Regions from separate parts of the Mus musculus genome. Here region 1 is linked to region 2. A link is a contact called in public HiChIP or PLAC-seq data. All regions are on one chromosome and are shown on one strand. Each heading gives the region's core, a stretch centred on a gene start, on an enhancer-like site or on the middle of the called end of the contact. The rest is flanking DNA. Distances are from core to core; before and after follow the strand shown.

Region 1 (6,356 bases), core at 292-2,791, 130 kb before region 2:
CTCATGTGTAGCTTTCAGAAGGTCGTGTGGCCCTATGCACAAGCTAATAGGAGGCAGTGAGCAGAGTAGCTGGATGCAATCTCAGGCTACTTCTGCATTGGAAAGAGTCCACCAAATGTGGGGCAAGTCTGGGCCTAGACAGCTGTATATCGATATGGAGCTTATTTTGCCTGTGGCTTTCTTGCTGTTGCTTTGGTTGCCTTCTGCCTTGTTGTTTGCCTGTTGGTAGGGGCTTTGGGGAGTTAACAAGACAAATAGGCATAATCCCCATTGTAAGTGAAATAAATGTTATACTTTTCACATAGCATTATTAAATGTCCGGGAATATGAAGGAATAAGGAAATGGTGTTTTCTTCTACCTTGGTGAGGATGAGAGGCATCCAGGTGTAAGACTATAGGCCTTCGTGACTCTGTTTCTGTACTTATATTGTTTTTTCAGTGTGTGACTCTGAGGGGTAGCACCCCTCCTCTCTGCCATGCAACCCCAATAGTGGGACAATTTCAGAGCCTTTTCTTGATGGATTCCTTGGAATGGGGGCAACATTTTGTGGGATGTCTCTGTATTTGCAGTTTCCTCTCAGGAACTGACACTTGATCTGGGCATATGGAATGCATCAACTTGAAGATATGGCTACATAAACGGAAGAATGTGCATAAGGAGAATATTTAAAATAATAACACACTTTTCATATTCATGTCTCTTCATTGAAAGAAGGTAGTCTTCCTTTGTGTCCCGAGGCACTCTGTGTGGGGATCTGGAGCAGTTCTTATTAATAGCTATTGCTCTATGGGTAGAACTTCCAGACATGCAATCTCATTAAGTATTCTTGTTCATCCTGCAAAGAATGCGTTGCTAATTCTATTTTTCAGAGCAATTGACTGAGGCCCAGAGAAATGTCTATTTATTTGGTACTTTATAGACTCAGGAGCCTGGGTGTATGTTGTGTGACAAAACTTTCCCTGGGGAGATGCCACACGTACAGCTACTCACCCCAGATAGGGAACGTACAACAGACACAGTACGTGTACCACTAAAGCCTGTTTTCAGCCACCTTTCTATCTTGTTCACCTTCAGGCCACATAGTTTTATTCTGTAGAGTCACTGCTGCAAATGCCTATCTGTGTGTGGCCTTTGTCGAGAGCCTTGGCTTCAGGCAGCACAAAGTCACCAGGAGTTCATGAAGATGGGAATCCCTGCTCCTTTCTGTGATAGCAGGCAGATACTTGCTAGGCAGGCTAGGCCCCCTCTAGAGGAACTTTCAGCAGTGGGACAGGAGTTGGGCACTAGTTTGGCTGTGGTAATTTTGGTGATATCTGTAATTTATAAAACAAAATCAGACTTGTCCTTCCTCACCGAAGAATCAATGTATGACATTTGGGAAATGCAAAACAACCAACCAACCAAACAAACAAACAAAGTGAAAGTGTGAACTCTCAGGTATTCTGTCAGGGTTTTGCCAAGCTGCTGTGACACTGTCCCCAGGTACTAGTTACCCCAAGGACTTCCTGTTTGTCCAGCATGATGTTTGCCCCCGGTCAGAGCCAATTACATCGCTTAACGAGAGAGTCTGCAATGTTGACTTTCAGTAGGCTCACTCTGAGCTCACTGAATTTATGGGTGCTGTCAGCAAGTGGTGTTGTGAACAGCAGAAATGGTGCCTCCCTTGCCTCCATGCTGGGGAAGAAGACGTGGAGGGGTAGTTTACCATCATCATGGTTTGCCCTCAGTGATGGGAGCCGTGATTTAGCTGCATGCATGCAAGAGTTTTCCTCCTTTTATGCCTGCCGATGCTGGCCACCAAAGATAACGTAGCACTATGATTAGTGTCTAGTGGGGAAGGTTAACCTTAGTCTGGAGCAGATGGCTCTTTCCTCAGTAGGACTCTCTCTCTATGGAGGTTCCTTTTCCTCTGTCACCTTCTTGACTTGCCACACTGCAGAGAAGAGGTTTCCGTGCTGGTCTGAGAAGGTGCGGGTGCTGTCAGCAGGGCCACCTTCTGGTTACTGTGGCCGTGGAGAGGCTTGGGTTCTCTACCTGCCTGTCCCCTTGCCTTTGGTGGGTCATCAGAGGAAGGTGCGCTATTTAAGGCAGCAGCTGATCTGCTGAGTTGGTGAGATGCTGCAGATGTCCTTGCCCCTCGCTGCCCCTTATTGGTGGAACAGATGCGACAGCTCTGGGCACGGGACTGCTCTTCGCATCCCTTCTGTTCTGGAAAGGTGAGGAAGAGCTGGAACGCTGCTGGACTGTGTTCAAGCAGCTCAGTTGCTCTGCTCCACGGCAGACACACTCAAGGGAGAAAGCTTTCATGTCGACCGCCCCTCCCAGCCTGAGGGACAATATCAGGTTTCTATCAGCCCATTGAGGAGAATTGTTCCACACTTAGTTTTTTGAGTGTCAGACAGGTAAAGATAGCCGTGGCCTCACTGTCTATCAGAGCTGAGAATCCTTACGCTTTGGTAGGTCTTTTTGCAGGCAGTGGTTAGTTCAAGAAAAGCCGCCCGTCTATCACATCCAGACCCATTCTTGGTCGCTCCCCTTCCCTGCTTAGAAACCAAGTGCTTCCTTATTCTCTTTCTTTCCTCATACCCCAGGCTTCACCGTGTGCTCTGCTCTGAGTGCACAGTAGTACCGCCCAATGTGATACTCTGTGTCTATTTAGATGGAGATTAATTGAAATGAAATAGAAATTAAAATGTGCTTCCTCCATTGTCCCAGAGACGTTTCATGTGCTCTACAGACACATTTGACGGACAGCCACTATATTGGATAGTTCAAAATGACATCCCATTTTCACTACTGTAAATGTGATGATTGGGATGGGGAGTAGTGGCTCATGCCTGTAATCCCAGCATCTGGGCAGCCCGGACAGGAGAATGGCCTTTTGTTTGAGATCATCTTGGGCTATCGAGTGAGTTTGAGGCTCATCCAGGTCTGTAGAGTGAGTCTCTGTCTCAGAAAACAAAAATCCAAACCCAAATAACAACAACAGAGCTGTAGTGCATAGCACGATGCTGTAAGCCGATGTGTCTTGAGCAGCTGTGGTGACTTTAGGAAGAAAGGATACAGGATACAGGAATGGAAGGACGTTAGCTGGAAGAGTTGGGGCAGGAGGCCATAGGTGTCTTGTAGGAATGACATCTGAAGAGCGTTGCAGAACAGGTCAAGGGATCTGCATTTGGTAGGAAGCTGGGGACGTCACAGCCTCCAATGCCCCTGGGGTTAGGAAACTGTTGGCAGGGCCTGGAAGCACTGTACCAGTGAGCAGATTCCTGCCCTGTCTGGTTTTGTTTTGTTTTGTTTTGTTTTGGGTCTTAGTTGTGCAGTCTTAAAGGTGCATTAGGAATTCTGGCTTTCGGACAACTGAGACTGAGGTCTTTGTCTCTGGTAGGAAGGCAGTAGGAAGAAGCTGGAAGAGCATCCATGCCAGTGTCTGCCTGTCACTCCATGCCACAGGGTGACCCTGTAAGGCCTGCTGGATTCATCTGTGGATATGATCCTCTAAGCTGTTGACAGATAGTCTTGGCTGGCTCAAGACCAGGAGACAACAAGGTCCTCTTGCTTTCCAGTCACCAGGTGTGCGCTGGCTCAGGCCAGGACACCTTCAATTTCACTACACTTCTATGGGTCCCTTGTCACCCATGAGGGCTTGATAGATGCAGAATACAGGTAGATGGCTGCAAAGGTTTTTGGTGACCCCTGACCCAAAAGGAGGCCATTGCTGTGCACTTAGGGACTTGAGTGACAAGGACTGCAGCAGGACAGCCATTGCAGCCTTCTCCTTCCTGGGGCAAGCTGCCTTCTGATCTGCCAGTCACTTAGGCATTCTTCAGGAGTCACCAGCTCTATTTCTGGCAGAAGTCACATGACCACAGGAGGAGGCTATGATGTTGAAGTCCATATCTTTTCCATGTCTGTGGCTCATTAGAGATCCCTTTATGTTGCCCAGGGAGCTGAGCATCTTTACCTAAGGGTAGTGTGGAGGAGGGAGGTGGCAAGAATACTGGATCCTACTGGTTAGGTTCTGTGTCCTTGGATAGACAGATATTTTTTTTATATTTCTAATTAATTTATTCTTGCATATATTGCATCTTGACCACAGTTTTCCCCCCTCTTCTCCTCCTGGACACACCCTTCTCACCTTCCCCTTCCCATCCACTCCTCCCCCATTTCCTTTTAGAAAAGGCCAGGCCACCCAGGGATCTCAATCAATTATGGCATCTCAAGTTGTAATAAGACTGGGCACTTCCCTCATAGTAAGGCTGGATGAGGCAACCCAGTGGGAGGAAAAGCGTCTCAAAAGCAAGCAAAGGCATCAGAGACAGCTCCCCACCCCCACTCCCACTGTTGGGAGTTCTACAGAAACACTAAACCACACAAGAACAGCATATCTACAGAGGGCTGAGGTCAGACACAAACAGGTGGCCTGCTTGTTGGTTCAGACTCAGTGAGCCCCTGTGAGTCCAGTTTGCTGATTCTGTGGGTTTTCTTGTGGTGTCCTTGTCCCTTTTAGCTCCTACAATCCTCCCTCCCTTCTTCCATAGGATTCGCTGAGCTCTGCCTAATGTTTGACTCTGGGTCTCTGCATCTGTTACGATCAGTCGCTGAGTGGAGCCTCTGTGGTGGTGATTATTCCAGGCAAAATCATTTCTTTACTTCTTTTTTTTTCCTAGGTGTTTTTGGTTCTATCCTACATCTCTGGGCCATCTGGCCTCTGGTTTCTGGTCCTCCAGGCAGGGTCAGGGATAGGCGTTCTCTCATGGTGTGGGTCTCGAGCTAGACTATCATTGGTTCGCCACACCCACAATTTCTCTGCCACCTGTACTCCAGCATATCTTGCTGGCAGGGCAAAATGTAGTTTGACGGTTTTGTGGTTGGCGTTCCAGTCCCTCCACTGGAAGTCTTGCCTGGTTCTGGGGGATTAGAGGTTTTAAGACAGAGTTGTTTAAAGCCAGATTTAGCCTATGAATAGAAAGCACTAGGGGCTGAGGGAAGAACTTTCTAAGTATTCATAAACTCATGGTAGCTGACAAGAACCGGATCTGTTTGAGGGATGAAAGGAAACCGCGTACAATAATCCCAGCAAAGTTGGCCTGAGCCGGCATGCACAGATTTCAAGAATCATGATGGGAGGTTTGGGTTTGAAAATGATTGATGTAGGAGAATGACAGGGTCTGATTTAGTGTTTGTATTTCCTAAAAGATCATTGTGACTGCCTGTGAGTGAGGCTAGGGTTGGAGCGAGGGAAACCTGGAAATGGGAGAAATCTCAGGGATTCCAGCAGCAGGAAATGAATGGTGGCTTGGACTAGAGTGGTGGCATGGGAGGAGGAAAGAGCTGGTCTCCTTTCTCCCCTCAGAGCTCCGCTCCTGTCCACAGAGTAAGGGGAAGGCCACAGTGCTTACGGTGTAGATAGACAGACTTCACCAGGTAAACGTTTAATGTTTACCTGTGGCCTATCTTGTGTCAGGCAGCTCTCTGTCACTAAGACGACACCACACCAGAGGCCACAGCATGTAAGGGGCAACAGTTTATGTTGACTCACAGTCTAGAAGAGTCAGTCCATGGTCCATTGGCTCAGTACTTTTGGATCTGTGGGAGACAGTATGTTATGGTCAAGATGTACGGCTTACCTTTTACCTTGTGGTAGCTGGGAAGCTGAAGGACAGGGAGGGGTGGGCTATAATATTCCCTCAGGACCATATCTCCAGTGATTCAAATTCTTCTCATCTGATTCTGCCTCTTGAAGGTTTGACCCATTCATATAATAAGGAGAGAGTGCGTGAGCCATATGATACAAACTGTGACGGCAATCTTGCTTATCAGAACATCATCAGCATTATAGTCACTAGGAATAGATGTTGAACATCCTCTGGGATGGAGAATTTAAAAGCCACTGTGTCATTATTGGACATAGTCCTGACTCAGAGATATGCAGCACCAAGCTACTCTAACATTGACAATGAGGAATCATGTGTCCATTCTCTGGGACCTCTCTCTGGGCCCTTGTAGAACAGGGTGGTACGAGACTAATAGGCCTGTGCAGGGGCCCTGCTGTGTCCTTGCACTTCTGAGAAGAGTTAACACCTTTTTGAAGTAGGCAGGGATGCCCCTGTCTTCAGGGGAACCCAGCCATTGGACAAGCAGGAATCATTTTTCTTATGTCTGGAAGAGGTTGGTGCTGTGGAGGTCTTACACGTTTCTATGTGGTCTGGCCTGCTGAACTGCAGTTCTGGGGTTCTCTTGGGCACGAGAGCATCAGGGGATGTATCCCAGTAAGGCTAGAGCCAGGTCAGACTTAGCTGGTGGCATCAGTTCAGCTGGCAGCCAGGAGGCAAAGCTTTGAATCAGCCTTATA
Region 2 (6,085 bases), core at 1,304-3,803:
ACACAGCCCACAGACAGCATTGCATTGCCCATTGTACAGATGAGAAACTGAGACTTAGTCTGGGGGTTGGGGGAAGGAACCAGAATGAATGTTTAGCTCTGGTCTGGGCTTGAGGCTAAGTCCAGGGGAAGAAACTAAACCATAAAAGGGGACACCCATTGTCCTGGAACTCTTTTGTCCAGGGTCTGTAGAGAATGCTTGGAGCCCGTTTTCCCTCTCCCACTGAGGAGGAGGAGTAGGAGAGGGAGGAAGGAGAAGGGGGCGAGAATGTCTCTAACTTTGGGATTCTTGCAGTGTGACTTGTTTAAGAGCACTGCCTACTTTGTGACCAGGAGGAAATCTCATCCTATGGCTGCCCTGCTTCTCTGGCAGACTATTCCTTTGGTCTCAGATCACTGCCATATATCTGACACGGTTCAGGTTTATTGCATGTAAAGTGATGAGAGGGTTTTTTAAAGATAGGAGGTTTGTGCCCTCTCACATCATTGATGGGTAAAAAGGAGCAGGTTTTTAGGATCTTTGGGTCTCTGCTGGAATGGTAACGATATGGGCCTCCATTTTTGAACAGCGTATGTGTTTTCTAAGGACCCGTTTGTTTTCCTCTGTCACTGAACCTTGATATGCTCCAAAATTTCTCAATCATATGGTTTCTGGAGAGGGAGATGCTGGGAAGGGGTTGACTTGCTTCCTCTGAAGAGTCAGCTTTCAAGGATATGGCTGGGGTGAACAGAGGCAGAGCCAAAAGCAGGCTGAGAAGCCTGGGGTTCTGGCAGGGTTCATATTCCTAGGATCAAAGCTCAGAGCTCTTGATTGATGCTGATCCTCTCATAGGTGGCCCCAGCAGCCTTGGTTCCAGAGGATGTGTGGCTTCCTATCCTACACTTTGAGTGGCTGCATAGAAGATGCCCCTGGGCAGTCTGGGGAATGTAGGAGACCTTGTGTTTGAAGGGGGATTATCAAGGGAACACTCATGGAGTCTGTTGTCTTGGGAGGGTTCCACCATGGCCTCTCTTCCTGTGAGTGTCCTGGGTAGTGGGCCAGTAGAGTTGTGGGCAGCTAGGGAAGGCTGCAGTGAGGACTTCCAGGGCTGGAGGTTGCTAGGCAGTGAGGAGGTTTCCCAGGGAGATTGTGGATAGAAACACCATCTGCTAAAGATGATTTAGTTCCGGAAGAGGCAAGGGAAAGAACGGAATGGTCCTTGCTGTCCCACTCAATCTTACACTGCACATTCGTGCTGAGTATTCTGGCCAAACTTCAGCTAGGCAGATCTGAGGGTCCTGTAAATAAATGGTCTAGGTGTTCCAGCCCTAGCCTTCTCTTGGCTGTCCTGGTGGCATGTGCTGAAAGCTCCTGTGTTGAGCAAGGGCGATAGATATATGACTAATCACTTAGGCTTTATCGAAACACCAACAGTTGCAAAATGCCTCCACCTCTACACAGGGAAGGGTGAACAATGAGAAAAATGACTTCAATACAAGAAACACATTCTGTGGAGGGTGAATCCAAAAATCAGGGAGGGAACAGTGGGGATCAGGATGTCATGTACAGACTGGCTGAAACAAATCAGCTAGACTAGCTCTGCCCCATGCTACCATCCACATGGGAACCTTAGGAGTCAGTAGGCTGCTGGTGGCCCCGTGCCAGTGAAGTCCCTGGCTTTGACTGCGGGGAGAGCAGTTCTGAGTGCCTGGTTTCTGGATCTGGAAACACACTCAGCCCTCTAGGACAGAGGATGTTGGGCAGATATTTTGAGATGTGGTGTCTTTTTAGGAGATGGTCAGTCACCCGGTACTTCCCTACCTAGACTCCTAGCTAAACGTCATACTGAACATCTGCATCTAGTGTCCAATTGGTGTCACAAGAAGATGCATTATCTATGCAGCTGAGGAATCAAAGGGCATCTTTGCAGAGAATAAAGAAAGCAAAGACGACAGGAGGTGCCATTTTGCACGGACATCATTACCATCCCAAGGTCCAAAGGCACAAGGACAGAAAACCATGCTTCTGGTATTTTATGAGAACAGGATAAGAAGGAGGGACCATAAGGTGAAAACTTTGGTTGTTGTTCAGAACTTAACACCAAATTAGTGCGTGTCATGTTCAGTATAGCTTCTCATTGCTCAAACAGAATCCAGAGTATCGAGGGACCACACCAATGTTGATAGACCACAGACCAAGGAGGGGAAAAGAGGCAAGTGCGTGCTAGGCTGGCAAGATTGTGTTGATTTAATCTAAACCCCTCTAGAAAGTGCATCCTGAGATGGAGTGCTCCCCACTTCCAAATTATTCTGTTTTCAGGCTTTCCCTGTGTGCTTGCAAAACATACTGAACAAATCATCCGGGCCTCAGAAAAGTCTTCATGGCATTAGTTCTCTGAGACCACAGCCTTCTGAGGGCAGAGACAGAGCCACTTACTGCCCGCTATTGTGAGGGACCTTAACCCCCTCTCCCCCCCCTCCATCAGCTTCTGCGGTGCTCAGAGATCTCAGGGCCTGTGACCTCCTTGAAAGCCCTCAGGCTGGCTTATTGGCACAGCTGGCGGTCTTGTCACATGACCTGAGTCTCTGGTGAGAGAATAGGAGAGACCGTGAGGAAATGAGGGAGGAACACTCAAGGCTGATGAAGGGCTTTATACAGGAAGTCATAGTCCTGAAGGACCCGAGGCTGAGGACTGTGGGAGCAGGGGCAGCTGGCACATCGCTGGACTTTCCTTGGGCTAAGGAGAGCCATGGATCTGCAGGATCAGGCAGGGCTCCTCATCTCCTAAGGCCTTTCATCCTGGTGCCATGGTGTCTCTTGTCGTCAACTGCAGATCTGCAGGTGTTCTTCCCCTTCCCCCACCAGGAAGTCCCAGTCCACTCAAGAAGAGCAGGTGACATCGTTAGCATGCTTGAGAGACTGGCATTGCCAGCGAGTGGGGGTTGCTGGCAGAGTGAGAACCAGATGCTTGCTTGGTGGCTTACTGCTCACTCTCCAGGCGCTGGGCCCCATGTTCAGGACAGACTCTGTGCTTTTGTCCATCCCTTCCTCTTCCAGCAGGACCAGAAGAGGGACATGTGTTTACCATGTTGCTCTCAACAGATCATGTCAGGGGAAGAACACTCCTTAAGAAGGAAATCTCCTAAGAGAAGTGTCAGCCCGGAGCAGCCACTTCATAGTGTAATTTATTCAACATCTAAGACCTTTGGTTTCTCAGCCTCCAGGTAGGGAGAGGAGGAGTATCTGCAGGAGGGAGCAGGTGGAGAGTTCAATGATCTTCAGTGGCAGGTACTGAGGACCTGTGCTTCTTCAAGAAATGTCTTGGGGAAGCATCCCCACAGGTTGCTGGAGACATGGGATGCTGGTGGGGCCACCAAGGCAGCAAACAACCTCCAAGTATTAAGTTGCTTCCTATGTAGCTTTCTTCTTCGTGGCACTGGGTCATCATTCTATAGACCCTATTCTAAGCTGCCCCCCAACCTGATGAACTGAGGACCTGCGGCATCCGTTCAGAAGTCAGGAGCATGTCTGAGAAGTTTCAACAAGGACACCCAGGATGCTTCATCTGTCACTTGGGCAGTAGTCTCAAGGATCCATAAGTTGGTGGCCTCTCAGTTCAGCTTTGCAAGGGTAACAATAGCTATGATGTCTAACAGTAAACCCTACCAGTTACAGATACTGTTTGTACATTATTCTAATGCTCCTGATGACTGTCCACCACTGATATTTGCCTATTTTCTCTTTGATAAGGAGACAGGATTATATAACTCTGGGACCTTGCCCAAGGCCACCTGACTAGGAGCCCATAGAACTAGACCGATTTGACTCTAGGATATACTATTGTAAGCCGTGAAGCCAGTTTCTTTGCAGAGTGAGTGACAGTGGCCATGCTCAACAGATTCCCAGAAGATGGGGGTGGGGAGAATTGCCTGGCACAGTGGCCCCTAGCTGGCATGAGGTACCCTTTCTGGCTGCAGTTCTAAGATTTGGGGATGGGATGAACATCCTTGTCAGTAGACTGACCCCCTAGACCAGCATGCTGGCATGCTTGGCTGGCACCCTCTGCAGTCTTCCTCCAGTGTTCATGGCCTCTTGATGGAGTGACAACTGTGATTCAGCGCTGGCACCCGTGGCAGCAGAGACGTAGTGAAATGGGAGAAAGGATTGTAATTATCTCTTAACACATCTCCACATTGCTCTGCTGTCAGGGCGGTTTTGTTTTCTGATTTATTTTGATCTGCTTAGAAATTAGTTGCTGCAGTGCACTGAGTATGTAATCCATGTCCCGTGAACTCGCAGCCATCAGCTCAACGAAAGCCCAGCAACACATGGCTTTCTTTTCTTGCCTTTCCTTGGTTTCTGTGAGGCTGTGTGTGTCTGTTGACTGTCTTTCTGTCTTTCTGCCATGACTCCTCGTCGTACCTAATGATCTTGTCCGCCAACCTTTCTGGAGGGCTCGTTCCCATAGTGAGCTTACCACCTGAATTGTGTTGCTCTGCTTGTCCTCCTTCACATTCTCAGCCTTCTCTGGTCCTCTCTTGCTGCCTCTGCAGACACCCCTTCTTGCTGTCCACCCCACAGGCAGCTCCCCCACTCTGTTCTGGCATGCCAAGTTTTCCTGGGGAGGTGAGAGCAAACATCTCATCATCCCAGATGGGCACCAGCAACAGGCGAAGTCTGATTCCACCAAGGCTAGCTTGGTGAGAAGAGTGAGCTTATGGGGCTTTCTTGCAAATCACAGGTGACGGGTTAGCTCTGGTGACTCCCAAATAGTACATCACGGCAGAGTCCCAGCCCATCGAGATGAAGACCTCATGGAAGTTGAATTATAGCATCCTGCTTTCAATTAACCTTCAACCTCTGAATTACACTAGCGTCTCTCCAGACCACTTGCCGCTGCTTGAGTGGGTAAAGGCTGGAATTTTAAGTGCATGTCTTGAGACTTTTCCATCTTCCATCTACCAGGGAGTGTCTGTAGTTCCCACTATTACTATAGACCTGGATATAATTGTATTTTTCTCCTCTAGTTGCCATGACTACTAGGACAAAATCCAAGATGGCATCTTATTATGCCCAGAGGAAAAAGTACCACACAGCACAGCCCCACACAGCCCTGGTTTTCACCAAGGATGTGCTGCCACCTCTGTCTGTATTAATGAGAAGCCATGTTCCATGGAGCAGCATGGGGCTGACTCTGACAGCCTCGGCACTGCTGTATCCTGGGATAACTCTCTGAGAAGGTGGCAGTCTCTGACTGTGTTTATTGCTTTTCTAATGATCAGGCCAAGATGAGAAGGAAGCCCACTTGCTGCAGGGAAGTCTCGGTGTAGAGAAGAGAAGTGACCCTGTAGGTGGAGGGGCCCAGTGTTTCCAGAGGTGGCATTTATCACAAACCTTCCTTTGAGGGGTTCACCCCCAATGGATGCTTAGCCAAGCAGAATCTTAGGAGCCAAAGGAAGCTACAGATGGCTACATTCTCAGAGTGGAAACTCAGGCCTGAAGATTTCCATTGAACCATGATTTTCCCTGCCTGTTTGTTCCAGCTACTGAGGCCACCAATATAGCAAATGATGCCACCCAAGTCTAGCAATGGGTTCTTACTTACAGGGGCATGGGTAGCTTGATGCCAAACTGCACTACTGAGCAATTTCAGGGCAGCAACATTTCTGAAGAGACCCATTCCAGCACCTGCTTACCTCTGATTACCTCAGATGAGGATGTTGGGCTCCTGAGGATGTTGGTGGCCTGTGAGCCTCTCCTTCATGGGCATGCCAATGGGCCGTGTCTACTGGATGTCTCATTCTCCTATATGATGGCAATGGTCAAGTCCAATCAAGAGGTAATACACTCTGCTTTCCTTCTGGTAAGACCTTCAGCAGTGCAGTAAATACCTTGGATCAAGTGCATGGGGAAGAGATGGTGACCCAGACCTCACCTGCTGTACTTCTCCTGATTACTCAGGACAACCCTTAGGCATCTGTCTAGGATTCTGAGAGGGATGTGGTGAGAAGACATTGTGGCCAGGGCAGGTGAGTCGATGCGTCCATCCGGAAGCACACACTTACTTGGCAGAGAGCAGTTCTGTGAAGGATGGGGCTCCCAACAG

What was found. HiChIP or PLAC-seq counts read pairs in DNA pulled down with a chosen protein or histone mark.
Region 1: a contact with region 2 is called in an H3K4me3 HiChIP or PLAC-seq map of the SCID.adh cell line, with 8 read pairs. The contact joins two enhancer-like sites. A contact is called at or near these places in 2 of 484 Hi-C or Micro-C datasets (the HL-1 cell line and nephron progenitors) and 3 of 115 datasets of contacts at active chromatin or transcription factors (the SCID.adh cell line, astrocytes and vascular smooth muscle cells).

Annotation. Positions count from the first base shown.
Region 1 is chr6:119,060,341-119,066,696 of GRCm38.p6, reverse strand. The region is part of intron 1 of Cacna1c (calcium channel, voltage-dependent, L type, alpha 1C subunit); the gene reads left to right. Among named protein-coding and RNA genes, the nearest start is that of Cacna1c, 45 kb to the left of the region's middle. Within about 2 kb of position 1,541, at least 4 of the 459 cell types and tissues checked have an H3K27ac peak or open chromatin away from gene starts, as enhancers often do. A contact at or near this core is called in the SCID.adh cell line, where this site is marked.
Region 2 is chr6:118,931,254-118,937,338 of GRCm38.p6, reverse strand. The region is part of intron 3 of Cacna1c (calcium channel, voltage-dependent, L type, alpha 1C subunit); the gene reads left to right. Among named protein-coding and RNA genes, the nearest start is that of 4931430N09Rik, 54 kb to the right of the region's middle. Within about 2 kb of position 2,553, at least 29 of the 459 cell types and tissues checked have an H3K27ac peak or open chromatin away from gene starts, as enhancers often do. A contact at or near this core is called in the SCID.adh cell line, where this site is marked.